Linked DNA regions of Gasterosteus aculeatus: region 1 is linked to region 2. The links are chromatin contacts, called in public Hi-C maps. All regions are on one chromosome and are shown on one strand. The core of a region is the stretch at or near the end of the contact, and the rest is flanking DNA. Distances in the headings are between cores, read along the strand shown. Region 1 holds the start of gask1a (golgi associated kinase 1A). Region 2 overlaps ano10a (anoctamin 10a).

Region 1 (7,353 bases), core at 3,130-5,629, 96 kb before region 2:
TGAACCTGCTGTGCACAGCAGCATCTGTTTGCAAGAAAGCAACTGAGGCCTCCACCCTGGACCAGACCAACACTGAGATCATTGTTGTTCCACAGCCCTCGCTGGGCTCCGCTGTGGTAGGTCCTCCCTCACATTTTACAGTATTTTTCCTGTTACTTCTGCTCCGTTAGATAATACACAATGGAGTGTCGGCAGATAGGAGAAATAAAGGGGCAATTGAAAGGTAATTACAAAACCCAAAGGTCTTGGACTAACCGCCTTTGGTGATCGGATCACAGGAATCTTAAACATCGGTTAGGACCTCTAAAGTCAGGCTAAGCTGCTTTTAGCAACAGCCTGATGTTTGCGACGGAGCGATATGTGTGCAGACGGCTGAATGGCCATCTCGGTTTTCCAGTGGCGGATGGTCCATAGAGGGCCGTGGCCCCACCCTGAGCCACCAATAAAAAAGATAGTATTAAAAATACATTTTACAAATAGTCTATGTGTCTATTTGTGTTTTTGAAACATGGAATATACCCAGTAATATTTGTAAATTAAAGATATCTGCGCAAAATATATGCTATATGCACGTCCTCTCCGCATGTCTCAGCTGGCATGCAGAGAGCCATGTATACGCGCAGGGACTGTTTGTAAGTGGGGGCTGGTTGACCGCAGCAATAACTCCGTCACGTCGCCGCGTTAAAGCTGCGACAGACACAGGATGAGGACACACAACCAGGATGTGGATGAAAACATTGTCTAATAGATTTTATCTAAATATATATTATATTGTGATATATTTATACTTAAATCTATTATATTTATTATATGATATTTATATTGGATATTTATAATAGTTATATCATATTTTGAATATTTTTCTATATATTCATTAATATACTCAAACTGTTGGAATAAATGGTAAATATTTGTATGTATCAGATTCATCAGCTTCATCGGCTCATCGTTTCAGCAGCCTGATCACCCAACATCTCCACCAGGTCTTTACTCCAAGGGGGGATTTACCTTGGTGCTGCTCAAGGCAGATATTTATCCAATGATATCCTCCTTATACTGTTTTCCATCAATGAATAAAACACTGAGCATGATTTAAAACCACCATGGCCATCACCAAGTCAAGTGCATCTGCTTGTTGTTAAAAACAACTCATTCCCATCGCGTTTTCCTGGATTCACTTATAATGCTGGAATTATTCCTTTGCTAACCCTCTCGCTGTGCCCCACATCACTGAAAACACGCAAACACACGCAGGCAGCTCATCCTGTTCCCTGAACACTACAGCGGTGTGTGACATTGCTCACACTGGAGCAGATTCCTCAGGGTTTTACTATTTATTTGTAGCGGTGATGCTCTGACATGCAGTATATTCATGCTTTTATGACTCAGTAGGGTTGTTGGATTGGGAGTAAATCAGCAAGCTCTTCAAACATTTGTCACGGGCCTTCACGGCGGGACCGATGTCTCTTAAGTCGCAACCCGGGATTCACTAATTCCACATTTACAATGATAAAGAATTTCTCTCTTTCTCCATCTGTCCTCCTCGCTTCTATTCTCCACCCTCATCCTTCTGGTTCTCTGTATTTTGGGTGACATCATCCCTGACATACAGGCATCTACACTTGTGCCCAGAGGCGTAGTTTAGCACTCTCGTTAGGCTCCTTCCCATCCGGGACACATATCTTTAATCACGGCTCAAACGCAAACGTAATACGTTGTTGTAAAAGTATTTCCTTCGGCCCGTTTCAACGCTCATTTGCCCAACTACACATCCAGTCCCACAGGAGCATCACTGGCGCCTGTTGATAGTCACTTCTTGGTCACCAGGGACCCTCTGTGAAAAATACCTTGGAGAGTATCAGACAGACGATCATGATATGTTCCTTTTAATGTGCAAACAATTCGTTTTTGTGGTTTAATCCGTCAGTGCTCTGGATTCCATTAGCTCATTAGTCAGGTTTTGCACACAAAAATGGCAGAACAATAAGAACAATCTGGAGAAGGATTGTGGTGACAGTTGAAATCGAGTGTGTGAACAAACTGTCACGGTTGTAAATGTCTTGGCTGGGGTTTCCCCCAGACCTATCAGAGCATTAAATCATCTACCTCCCTCCCCGCCTCCCACAAGAATCTGATCATGGTTCAAATATGCCTTTGTTAAATAGACTGTGACTCACGTCTTGAAGGTTTAAGGTGGGTGTTTCTGCACATTCGAATGCGACTGGCTCCGACCAGCTACGGATGAGCCAACGCGGCGGTTATATCACCTGGTCATGGTGACGAGGAAGTGTTGGATATGTTTGCTGCAGGTTAGCGGTTATCTCTCACACAGCACTGATCAGCAAATAAAAAGGGTTTTATATGCAGCCACATCCAGGCCAAAGGTTTTTTTAATGGCTTCAAAAATACAGCAATATATTGAAAACAAAAAGAGTTTTGTCGTAGGCGTAAATTATCTCGCTGCCAATGACGAATATCATGTATAGAAGGTTTTGATTAATAACTCTCGCCGGCTTAGACGGTTGTTCAGCATTTTTTCTTAAGTGAAGAACGAATGTTTTCAATTTTTCAAAGACCAAAACTCAAACAGTGTAGATGTTCCCTCTGACGTATCTACTCTGACTACTTTAAATAAATGTAGTTTGTACATGTCGTAATGCAGTAGTCTGCTGCTGTGGTACCAAACTGCTGATGATGTACAGTAGTGTAAAGCAGCAGGAATGCTGCCAGGGAACAAAGCTCGCACTGTGTGCCAGCAGAAATATCTATCTCTATCTGCTGCTCCGGGGATAAATTGTCCCTCTGTCTTCCATGAATCCCGCGGTGCAGCTTCACAGAATGGAATGATGCAGTACAAGTGGGCACACACATGTCCTGTGTGTGCACGCACTTCAATACTCAATTCAACTTGCTTTCAGCTGCACAAAAATGAGAATTGCTTATCTTTTCCTCACGCACTGCCCGAGTCCTGTCAAATGGACCTTTTATTGCAGCTAAAATGTCGTACCGTGAGAGGCGCGGGGGTCGGCTGGCTGTGGGGGTCAGGGTGAGAGGTCAGAGGTCAGCAAAGTCAGATGAAGCAGCTGATTGTACAGTGGGACAGTAGTCCTGAACATAAGGAATGAGTGAGTCGGCGGCAGCCAGGCAGAAAGGTCAGAGAACAGACGAGCGCTATAAGACAAGCTTTGTGCTATCACTTAAACACACACACACACACACACACACATTTTACGTCTAACTACCTAATACTTTACACTTGCAATGCTTGGAATTGACAACTCTCTTGTTATTTGGCGCATAAAGACAGCCGCCAATCTGACACATCAAAATGTTCATTTCATTTCTTTTAAGATTTCATGCTTTTGATTTGAAAAACGTACCAACATTGCCACCTGCAGGCAGTTGTTCTTCGACACATCCTCGTGGTTTGAATTGCAAGACAGAACAAAAAACGGAAAGATGTCATCAGGTAATAATAACAATATAATAATAAATCAGTCCAGTATGGGTGGGTGGATGAGAGAAAACATTGAAAAAATAATTAAATAAATCATTCGATGTTACATTTTTTATTTATTTTTGTTTTCAGAGATGTTCCATGTGCTGTTTCACATTAGCTCCCAACTTGTACCATGTAAATAAAGTGTTGCATGATTCCTGTCCAGGACAACTCTGATCCCTCGATTGTTCTCAGGCCATCAGGTGTCCTGGTGTAGACGTGTAAAGCTGAAGGTACCCAGGACCGACGAATTCCACTGTTTTATTTGTTATTGTGGGCCCAGCAGCCAGACATGTTGACAACCACTCTTAATTATTTCTCTTTTTTCATCGGATAAATTGCTCGTTGGGACGAGTTAAGTAACTCCTTTTTTTTGCAAAACCTCACTGCCAACCGTGTCTGCTGCTCACGATAAGAACCCTGTGAAAGACAATAACACGGCAGTCAGGTTGAACACAAGAGGGCGCCCTAGACCAGCTACACAACTCAGTACAGCACATTGGCCACGACACAAAATTCAAGAATATCAACAAAAAAATCTCTTGCACACTACACCGGTATGATACCAGTATAGTGTGCAAGAGATTTCGTAGGTATAAAACGACGTCCATCTACTCTTTGGCGTTTTCTTATGAAGCATGCTATAAAAACAAAGCATGTATGCACTGTTAAGATTCAATAATATTCAATAAAGTCAAAAGCATTTTTGGGCTATTTGAATCTTTCACCGGTGGCATGAAAACATTCAAAATGCTGTTGTTTATTTTACTACATTTTGTCTGTAAATCTCGCCGTGCCGATCGTGTTCCTCCGCAAACTTAGGAGGCTTTTACTTTGAAATCAGCTTTCTCAAACGCTCGCGCGGGGCACGCGCGTCCCCCTGGGAGGGACGGGGGGCGCTGGGCTCGCGACCGCCTCGGTCGATTCTGTAGTCCGACTGCGTGGCCGCGGTCCCGCTCTACGACTCCAGAACCTGTGTGTGCGCGTGTGTGTGTGTGTGTGTGTGTGTGTGCGCGTGTGTGTGTGTGCGCGCGGACCTCTATCGAAGGAATGGCCCTGCGATAAAGTGGAATGCGCTCTGCCGGGGACATGAACCATGGTAAGACTCTTGCTTTTTCTTTTTGACTCGTTAACCGTCTTTCTCAGCTGATGAACTGCTGAGGAGGCAGAAGTCCTCGACCTGTGGACGTGAGTTCGGTTCTGACCCCCCCACCTGAAGAAATTCATAATTCCATATGTGAATCAGCTGTGTCTTCTCTCTGTCTTATTGTCTTCACAGCACGGGGGACACCGTGCACTTTAGCTTGTTACATTTGAGATCATACCACCAAATGAAATCATTCCATTATTACTCTTAAAAAAAGGTTACAGTCTCAACAATTTAAATGTAAATGTGTGCAAGTGTGGAAATAAAAGTGCTTTTCATGCAGAAAGAAAACGTATCGCTGAATGAATAAGTGGTATATTACTGTTATAGATGTTTAGATGGTCCCATTTTCACTATAAAGGACAAACTAAGTCATTGAGAGAATAATAGTGATTCAAGTTTTAGTCCCACATTCAATCAAGATGGATTCAAGTCATCTTAAAAGAAACAAGAGATAGACCACTGCAAGGAATAATCCCCCCACCCCCGTTGGCTTTGTACAAGAAAACAAAAGGTTAATACAATGAAATTATATACAAGTGACAGTATAAATCCCTGTAACCTTGAAAAAAAAGCATTGATGGCCAGTGGAAACAGCGTTTTGCTATCTCTTGACTCTCGGGCGTCTCTAAAGAAGTCTGTCTCACGTTTCAAATTGGTTCCATATGCAGAGCGGACAGGCTTCTGCTTGGAACTGCCACCACACGGAAAGCCAGCGCAAACCTCTCTGCCCATTCTTCCCCTACTTCTTTTTGTCTTCTCCTCTTCTTTTTCCTCCTCCTCACGGTTTTCCCCATTCTATAGAGATGTGGATGTTTCTGAGTTACAGTTGCAGTTTCTAAACCAAACAGTGCACAGTATCAGCGCTGACCAGCAGGGGGCGACTCCTGTGATTGTATAGAAGTCTATGAAAAAATAATTTAACTTCTCCCTTATTTATTGATTTATTTCCTCAATAAATACACTGTATTATCCCTTTTTAATACTGAACGTTTTGAATAGAGCCTTATATTCATTTATTTAATGATTTTCCATTTAGTCAAATAGAGCATAAGTCAGAGTATGCTTTAGTATTCAGGGCTTGGCAGGTCACTGCCACATTCCACATACAGTAACTTCTGTTCACTCGTTGCTCAGGAGGCGACTCTAGGCTTCATAACGGCAGTCGGCAAACAATGCAAATAAGTAATAACTGGAAGTGAGAGGAAAATTCGACCTCCCACGAGAAAAAAATACTTGTACCCTGTAACGTATTCTTTCGCAGCAGATATTTGAACGAAAGCACAATTACAATTAACTAGTGAATAGCATGCGCAATACTCGAGAAGACCTTCTGGTGCTATAATAGTTACTATCAAAACCCTGTCACGAAGTTACAGACTTCCACAGTTAAATTGCCTCCGTTCTCCTCTTCACCGTCATGCTGAGGACAAAACGAGTGATTTCACATTAAAATGACTTCAATCACTCAATGTGAGTACTGGTCCGAGAGGGTCACTATCCATACTGCCATCTGCCACGTGTCTTGCTAACAAGTGTGCTTCTTTTTTGTTTTTGTTGGGGTGTGGGAACATCATTTTAAATGGAGGTTATAACCCACAAGTTACTCCTACTATTAGTACTGCATACTTTATGTTTGTCAGCACATGAGTTGTAAATGGCTTTGGTTATCTTCTGGCCACCACATCTTTTGACCAAATGTCCTCACTCAGGCTGCACCTTCTCCTCTGGAGAATGGAATGTGCAAAGGGGAACATTTTCAAGCACATGTGCACTCCCATTGCAGCCGGTACGAGCTCAAATCCTTTTGTGCCACGCAGTAATTATTTTCAGAACTTAACGTCTTGGCTTCATTCTACACAATAAAGCTTTTTCAAGATGCAATTGGTTTGGCCCTCAAAACAGAAAGAGACGTTTTGTGGCTGCATGCGGTACGTGTTTTATTCTGAGGGAGCTCTGGGAAAATTGAGGGCAGTAAAAAGGGATACGTTTCAAACATAACAGAGAAACGCCCCTCAAAAGAAACACAAGAGCAGACAAACCGGAGATGAATCACCACATAGTGGTGATGTCCATTGCAATTTTTATAATGAAGGTTGAGTTAGAGAATCCTTAGTTTAATGTTTGCTTTTATTTATCTTCCAGAAAACTCATTTCAGACTTTCTATTTTAACCTCAGTAATCATTTAGATTTTTTTGTTGACTTATTTCCCAAAAATATGAAATCAGTCTTACAAAATAGATGGTTTGTACGAATGTATTTTCTGCTGAATCCCGTAGCTGTCTTACTGGTAGGCTCTCGTATCGTGGTTGTAAATGAATATCTCACCTGTAGTAACATTACTTTAGCAGCAAACAGAGTCAAGCGGCTGCCGGTGGCATCACAGCTTTGAGTTATACGACTCCTTCGCCTTCGCCTTCACGAGCGCTTTGGAGAGCTACTGCGTCCTTCAGGCAGTTAGAGCCTGCTGCACAAACACGGCTGTGCATGAAGAGGACCTGCTCCCAGAGTCATGAGGGGCTCGTTTCAGGCTAACCACTGCATAACTCTTCTTATTACACACTAGGAATCTTATTCTAATGAAATTCTTGTGAAAACTATAATCTATCTCTGCAAATAGATCCCCAAAATGATTGATGTTCAGTAATAAAGTCCATGTAACTTTTGGAATATTTTGATATTCATAATGTAAGCTTTCTAATTCCT
Region 2 (6,752 bases), core at 2,659-5,158:
CAGGGATGAGGAAGGTCAGGATGAACTTGAAGGCCAGCAGCCCATGCTGAAACACGGAGTAAAAGGTGCATTAGAATCCTTTGAAAACTAAATGGAGAAAGGAGAGCAGACTTTGAAAGAGAGATCGATAGAAGTTGGTTGCGTTTTCATGGGATGTTGTGTTAAATAATCGGAGAGGAAAGCAGCAGAGCAGGAGGGCGTCGCCATTGATGCCAATGTGCGTCTTGATTGGTTGGGAGACATTTTGCATTCAGGACATCGACAAGTGAGACACGTGTAGATTATCTTGCCGAACTGGACTGGACTTGGGAAGCTTGGAAATGTTCACTGTGCCCTTCATATCTAGTAGATAAACCTAGAAATAATTATGAAAAATAAAACCAGAACTGCCACACATTCAAGTCAGAGTTTACATTGCTGTCTGTCCAAAATGTCAGCACCTCTCGCTTTTATCCCTGTAGACATTTGTGTGAACAGGTCAGTGTGTTATGGCACAAAACACATTTTGTGAAGCCGGAGACCTTCGTCTCGCACAGCTACACCTTGAAGACTTGACAACGCTGCGTCAGCATTAAATGAAGGGCTGACCCGACCCCCCCGTCATCCGGTTACAGTGTGGTAGGGGTACAAAGCGCTTATTTGTGCTCCCTTGAACCAATCACAATCACCCCGGGCGGCGCTGAGCGCGGGAAGCAAGCTTTTACCAACAGTCTACATCCGTAGAGTTAAACGCCGTAATCTTGATCTCCAACTAACGTATTTGTTGAAATTCCCTCACGTCATTTGATGGGAAATCACATTCATGACGATGGAATGCAGGTCAGATCTCAGTGACCTTGACCTTTGACTATTAGTCACCTGAAAAAATAATGCATTTGATTCAAACAACAAATTGGTTCTTTGAACCAAAATATCTAAATAAAACATAATTTATATTCTTCTCTAAGCGAGTGTTTCAACAGTCTTTGTAAAGCACACGTGCTATACGAGGGTCCATGTGCTCATGTGAGCGATCAGAGAGCAGATTGTGAGAGGATGAAGGTCCTTCCCTCAGCACGTCTCCGTGACCTGGTGACCTGCACACACCTGAATCAGCAGGTGGTGTGTTTTCTTATGACAGTTCACATTTACTTCCATTAATGCTGAGCAAACAGCTCTTAACTGCCCCACACACACACACACACACACACACACACACACACACACACACACAAACACGCACAGGAGGACTGTCGACTGCCATCAGCTCCTTTGATTCAGTGCCTTTTCCTCATCACAGTAATGGTGCATGCTGCAGGAGAGCAGCGGGGGGCAGACTGCTTCACAGAAATGGGTTCCTGGCTTGTAAAACTAAGTGATGTGGGCCAGACGAAGACGTTATGAGCTGGTGGAGACGTGCTGTACGTCAACTCTCCAATGCTCCCCCATGCGGGCTTTAACCGACGTTGTTGACCTACATTTTGGAAAACGTTTCATTGTGGACTTTTTAATTTGATGAAACAGTACAATGACGGCTCTCAGGGGTCGATTATTATATTATATATATTATTATATTTCGTAAAATTAGTCAAACAACAACGATACCTAAATGTGTTTGCCCGAAGAGCTTTTAATGAGTAAAGTTCTGTCATGAGCCTTTTGCTGTGTAGACTTTTTTTCTCCATTTCTGGCAAAAAAAAAAAGCTTGGAACTTGGTCATTCCAGTCAGCACAGCAGTTACGCTAATTAACAACGGAACGGGGGAAAGAAACCCCCGACCCGGTTGACTTGTCACATTGATTGAAAGTGCACAATAAAAACGCCAGCTCTCACTTGATTGCTAAAGCTATTCAAGGCTAATTTACATTTCGGAGTGATTCAGCAGCGCAAGGTGAAGCTGAGACCGAGAGGACGCCGGCTCAGACGGGGCAGGACATGACCTTTGAAATGCTGTTCTTTTCAAGAAATAACTAGAATAGAACTTCAAATGCCATTGAGAGGGGCTTCCATTGTTATACATACTTCTTCCCCCTCTAGCTCCCCGACGTGTGCGAATCCCCAGCAGGGGACTTGTGTTCGTTATATCATTATATCATCTGTGTCTTTAACCATCACAGAGCACGCGTGTCTTTGAGGGCATGGGGCATCGTGTCTACCCAGTCAGCTTCTACTCATTTGGAGTGAATTACTGTTTAGAATGGAGTTCTGGGAGGTTCATGCAAAACAGAACGTTGACTTTGCGCCTGATCCGTAATGTTAGGAGAGAAACTCCGCTCAGGGCGGTTGGTATTATTTTGTACCCCAGTTGCGTTGGTACTGTTCGACGTTGACCACGTTGCACTGTCCATTTATACAAGTGTGACAGCAGGGTGATAACCATATTTTTGATTTAGAAAGGTTGACATTCAACGCACCAGACGTCTACGAGGCCAAAATGTATTCGAGCGACTGGGTTGCCTGGATACAACGCTGCTGATGGAACAGATCAGAGTACTGAAACATGGCTACGTGTGTTTGAAGAGGTCATCCAGGAGGAAACCGTTCTTCATGCCATCAATCTTCTCATCTTAACGAAGTGGTTGAGGAGATCCAGGCCAAAAGACTTGAACTGTTGTGACGTGCGCAATCTGTCCATTTGTTATTTCGCTTCGCCATTTCTGGTGTTTATTGAGCCGCAGACCAAATTCTACCCTGGAAAGTCTGTAGTATTATATTGTAGTTTATAACTTTTGATGAGACATCTCAGACAACGTGAGGGTTTTAGGAACCATCTTACACCATGATTACTTTACTGTGAAAGGGTTAGAGACTGCATTAGATGTACAGAGCTAAGCAATAACGCTAAAGGCGCTAAAACACTCCATACACCTCCAGCCCAAACTGTGTAGAGCTTCCTTCACTATGAGGACCCCCTTTGTAGCTATTTGACCACAAAAGCATTGGTGGTGCAGCTTAAATGGCAGTTATTTGAATCATTGTTTGAAAGTGCAAGTGAAATGTCATTTAAAAGAAATTATCCACTTTATTAAAAAAAGGTTTCTCTGAGTGCTGCCAATCTCATAACATTGTTAATCCAGCCTTCACATACATGCATGTTTTTTCTACAAATAAAGGGCATCCAATTAGATAGGGACAGGTTGGAGGATTAAGCTGACTGTCAGTAGGATGCTGTGCTAGGACAGATCACTGGTGGGTTGGTGAGTCCTGCTTTAATGCCTTTGCAATGTGATTATAAACACACAGACTAAGCAGATTACTGTCTGGTGGGCTGCCGAAAACAACCGTGGAGAAACAGACAAACCCACATGGAAGCGGCGCCCAGCTGCCAAACACTACATGTTCCTTTCTGTTGAAATGAAGCTGTGGGACACCAGTCTGGACTTAAACAGACTTATGACTTGACTGTTATTAAAGCGAGTACAACCCACCTGCTGAACCTGTAATCAACAAAGTCCTACAGAGGAGCTACTGGAAAGGAACACGGTCCTTACAGGGTTTTAGCCTCTTCGAGTTCATGGTCAGTAGTGCCAGTCATTATTTACAGCAAAGACCATTTGTATCACTCACCAACCTCCCGCTAACACGCACAGTGAGGTAGTGGAGCAGCATTGTCCTCATGGGTTGGTAGAGACCAAAAAAGAGCTAAAAGGAGAGTTAATAACAGACCTGCATTCATCAGGTGGCCAAAAACACAACAACACAATGGCCGTAACAACCAGTCAGCCATTATTAGGCTGCAATGGGTAAACAGCATATTCTGATGCAATCGATTTTCCCCAAAATGCAAACGCTAGAGATAAATGCAGGTTGAGAAGCACCATCCGGCGGGGGGGAGGCTCAATGTTCGTGGATCCCTGGCCCCCACTCGGCCCCCTCAGAGCCGTCCCTGTTTGTGAGCGGACGGATCAGAGACGCTGAGGGAAAGTCTGTTTCCGTAGCCGGCTGGCCGGTTGCCTGGTGACTGCTCGCTGATGTGTGTAAGCCCCGTATAGTAATTACTCAGGTATCATGGCGCCGCTGCTGGAAAGCGAAGAGGCGCCCCTCCACCCTCCACCCTGAAACCAAGATAAGAGGGGCTGGCTGATTTGATTTCGAACCCTTCTTTAGAGAGACAGCGAAGTTCAAAGATGATAACGACCTGACCAGTGAAAGGCGTTAGATGGACAACATAGACTCACAGCGCACACACACACACCCAGCAACCTAGCTATCGTTATTCTTGTCGTGCCATCTCTTTAATAGCCTGCTTGCTTTATTCTAGGAAAGGCGCTGGATGGTGACAGGAAGGGACGTGCTTGGATGCACAAAGAGTCTGTGAGTCGAGTTCATCAGAATCACACATGTGCTGCTGTTCCTTCTGCCTCTCTGATCCTCATATCTCATTTCTTTCCTGGCCTCCTCCCCGTCAGTCAAACGGGGAACAAAGCCCGGGATGTCGGCGTGCAGACCTACTGATACAAGAGTCATGTACGGTGGATGGTGTGGGGGGGGTTGAATGGGAGCACAGGAAGGCTCACTTTCTGCCTACACAATCTCCTCTGCTCAGGTCCTACAGCACTACAAACGTTACAAGTGTTGAAGGGCAACTTCACCCGTAAACCAATGCTCACATGCTTTTGGGGTCCAGGTGGCTTATGGGAACATCATGAAGTTGGTTCGGTAATGAGGGAAGACGCTGAATGGCAGCTGTGATGTAATAACTACTTAGCTTCAAATGGACGCAAACTCACTATAATGGTCTGACAACTTTATGGAAATAATCCAAAAGAGTAAGTAATCATTTTTGCCAAGAGACATCGGTGTGAAGGTGAGTGAGAGATGGAGAGAGGATGTGTTGGAATACATAAGTGTTATCTGTAATGTCTTCATTGACACGACGTGACATTTCAGGGCACATGACACACGGACTGGTTGAAGTGGACGTGCATTCAGCGTTACCCTGGGCGACAACACTACAGCCTGCTTAGCAGCTGCAGTCTGCACAGTTCTCCTCCAAGAGCCAACCAATTACAAAAAATGTCACCCTTTAGTCACTTTGACACAGAAACATAAGGGGGTTGAAGAGGCTGAAAATAACCAAGTTAGCCTTTATGTTGGTCCTGAGGCAAACATTAAAGGTTATGATAAAAAACATTGCTTGGTAAATTACTCGGCAAACCAGCCTTTTACATGTACCACCTGTCTGGTGTGCGAGTGGATGCATCCTCTGTTAATGCCAGCAGCCAGTCCACTGAAGTGTTGGAGGGACGAGCCAATTTATCAAAAGCAAAAGGCCTGGTAGTCGTTAGCATTTAGTCTAAAGCGGACTTTAGACTACGTTTTTTAGGGCAAGGACCTCCAAACCGATGGTGAGACGGAGCAGGGACCCCCTATTCTACGGGGGCAGAATAGGCGTGAGACGTGAGCATGAATGCGATCTGACTGGCTGGTGCCTGTGTTGTCGTGTTTGCATTAAAGGTGCTGTGAGTGAACCAAATTTTAAAAAGGAAAAAAAGGAAAATTGTCTTATCAACCGAAAATGTCACCCCCCTGCAGTACTTCTGGTCTAAAGCGAGACATCAACATCATTTCTCAAAATGTGTTCATAGACAGGACAGTAAAACAGAAAGTAAAACTTTTGTATGCATGTGTTTTAAACACAGAGTTGTCTCGCTTTGTGGGTCTCTGAGCAGAATTTGTAATTTGGTCATTAGCTGACGGTGGCAGAAGCCGGCCTCAGACACCCTGCAGGGGGGCACAGGCCTGTCAGCCGCCAACACCAAAACAATAACAAGTCTGTTTATCGTCGGCCGCACAGTAGATCCAACGTGCAGACAATCGATGTGACCCAGTTTCATGGAGCGCTCTATGACTCCGGAGTCAGAAAGTGTGTGTGTGTGTGTGCTGTTTGAATAGAGAGCAGTGAAAGGGGGAAGGAAACAATGCTGATGAGAGCAACACGCACACTTTTAATGCATATGACATCTCTCCCCCTCCCTCAATGTCTCTCTCACTCCCTCAATCTTTATGAACCCAGTGTGGACTTTGGCTCCATCTAGTGAGGAGCAGTCCACCCTGATGAAGATATCTACGGGCTACAGAGCCCGGCTGCGCCTCCCTGTTTCCCTTCCACACACATGTGGTTACATGCGTTTAGGACCTCACGCCCCTCAAAGGTAAAAACACTCGACTAGATCACTGTGGTCGCTGTGGATAAAAGCGTCACCATACACATGCATGCATGCATGTTGTTGCTGCATTCCCTGCTCAACATAACTGCATACTGCTTCATGTCATTTTTAAACAGATAACTGACACAGATTGTCATAATGACTCTATCAGGACAGAAGAGATGTTTACATGTTGAGTGTAACAGAAGCTACATCACTGTGGCACTTTCTTAACTCACATGATGATGTAAATTCAATTTTAAGTTACAGACAATTATGTCTTAAGGTTTCCTTTTTTGTTATTTATTCTCACTTGTGTGCATCAAAGCGCCATCTAGTGGGTCACAGAGGTACTGCCAAATGGTTAGATTAAAATAAAAAAAATAACTGGGTAATTTACAAACTAGTATATATATATATATATATATACATATGCATAGATATTCATTCAACAATTGGATTAAAAAAGCATCAAATAAAAATAAACGGTCAGAGCCTTTCAATATCGAGACAATCATTTTCCTCCTCCCCTATTTATTTGGGAAAGTTGTTGTGTAGTTACGCGAGGAGCAGAACCCCTGGTTAACGATGTCTGTGTGTAGCTATGGACATACATCAACTTCC

The links. A called contact is a pair of places that touch in the nucleus more often than the background predicts.
Region 1: a contact with region 2 is called in a Hi-C map of skeletal muscle, with 5 times the contacts expected there. The contact joins the promoter of gask1a here to the enhancer-like site in region 2. A contact is called at or near these places in 3 of 6 Hi-C or Micro-C datasets (skeletal muscle and tail fin).

What each region holds. Positions count from the first base shown.
Region 1 is chr20:18,330,592-18,337,944 of fGasAcu3.hap1.1, reverse strand. gask1a (golgi associated kinase 1A) reads left to right here and starts at 4,379. Exons shown (of 6, transcript XM_040165998.2): 1 at 4,379-4,598. The coding sequence starts at 4,596.
Region 2 is chr20:18,234,772-18,241,523 of fGasAcu3.hap1.1, reverse strand. It overlaps ano10a (anoctamin 10a), which reads right to left. Exons shown (of 15, transcript XM_078095578.1): 14 at 1-46. Among protein-coding and RNA genes, the nearest start is that of ano10a, 11 kb to the right of the region's middle. Within about 2 kb of position 3,908, at least 1 of the 9 cell types and tissues checked has open chromatin away from gene starts, as enhancers often do.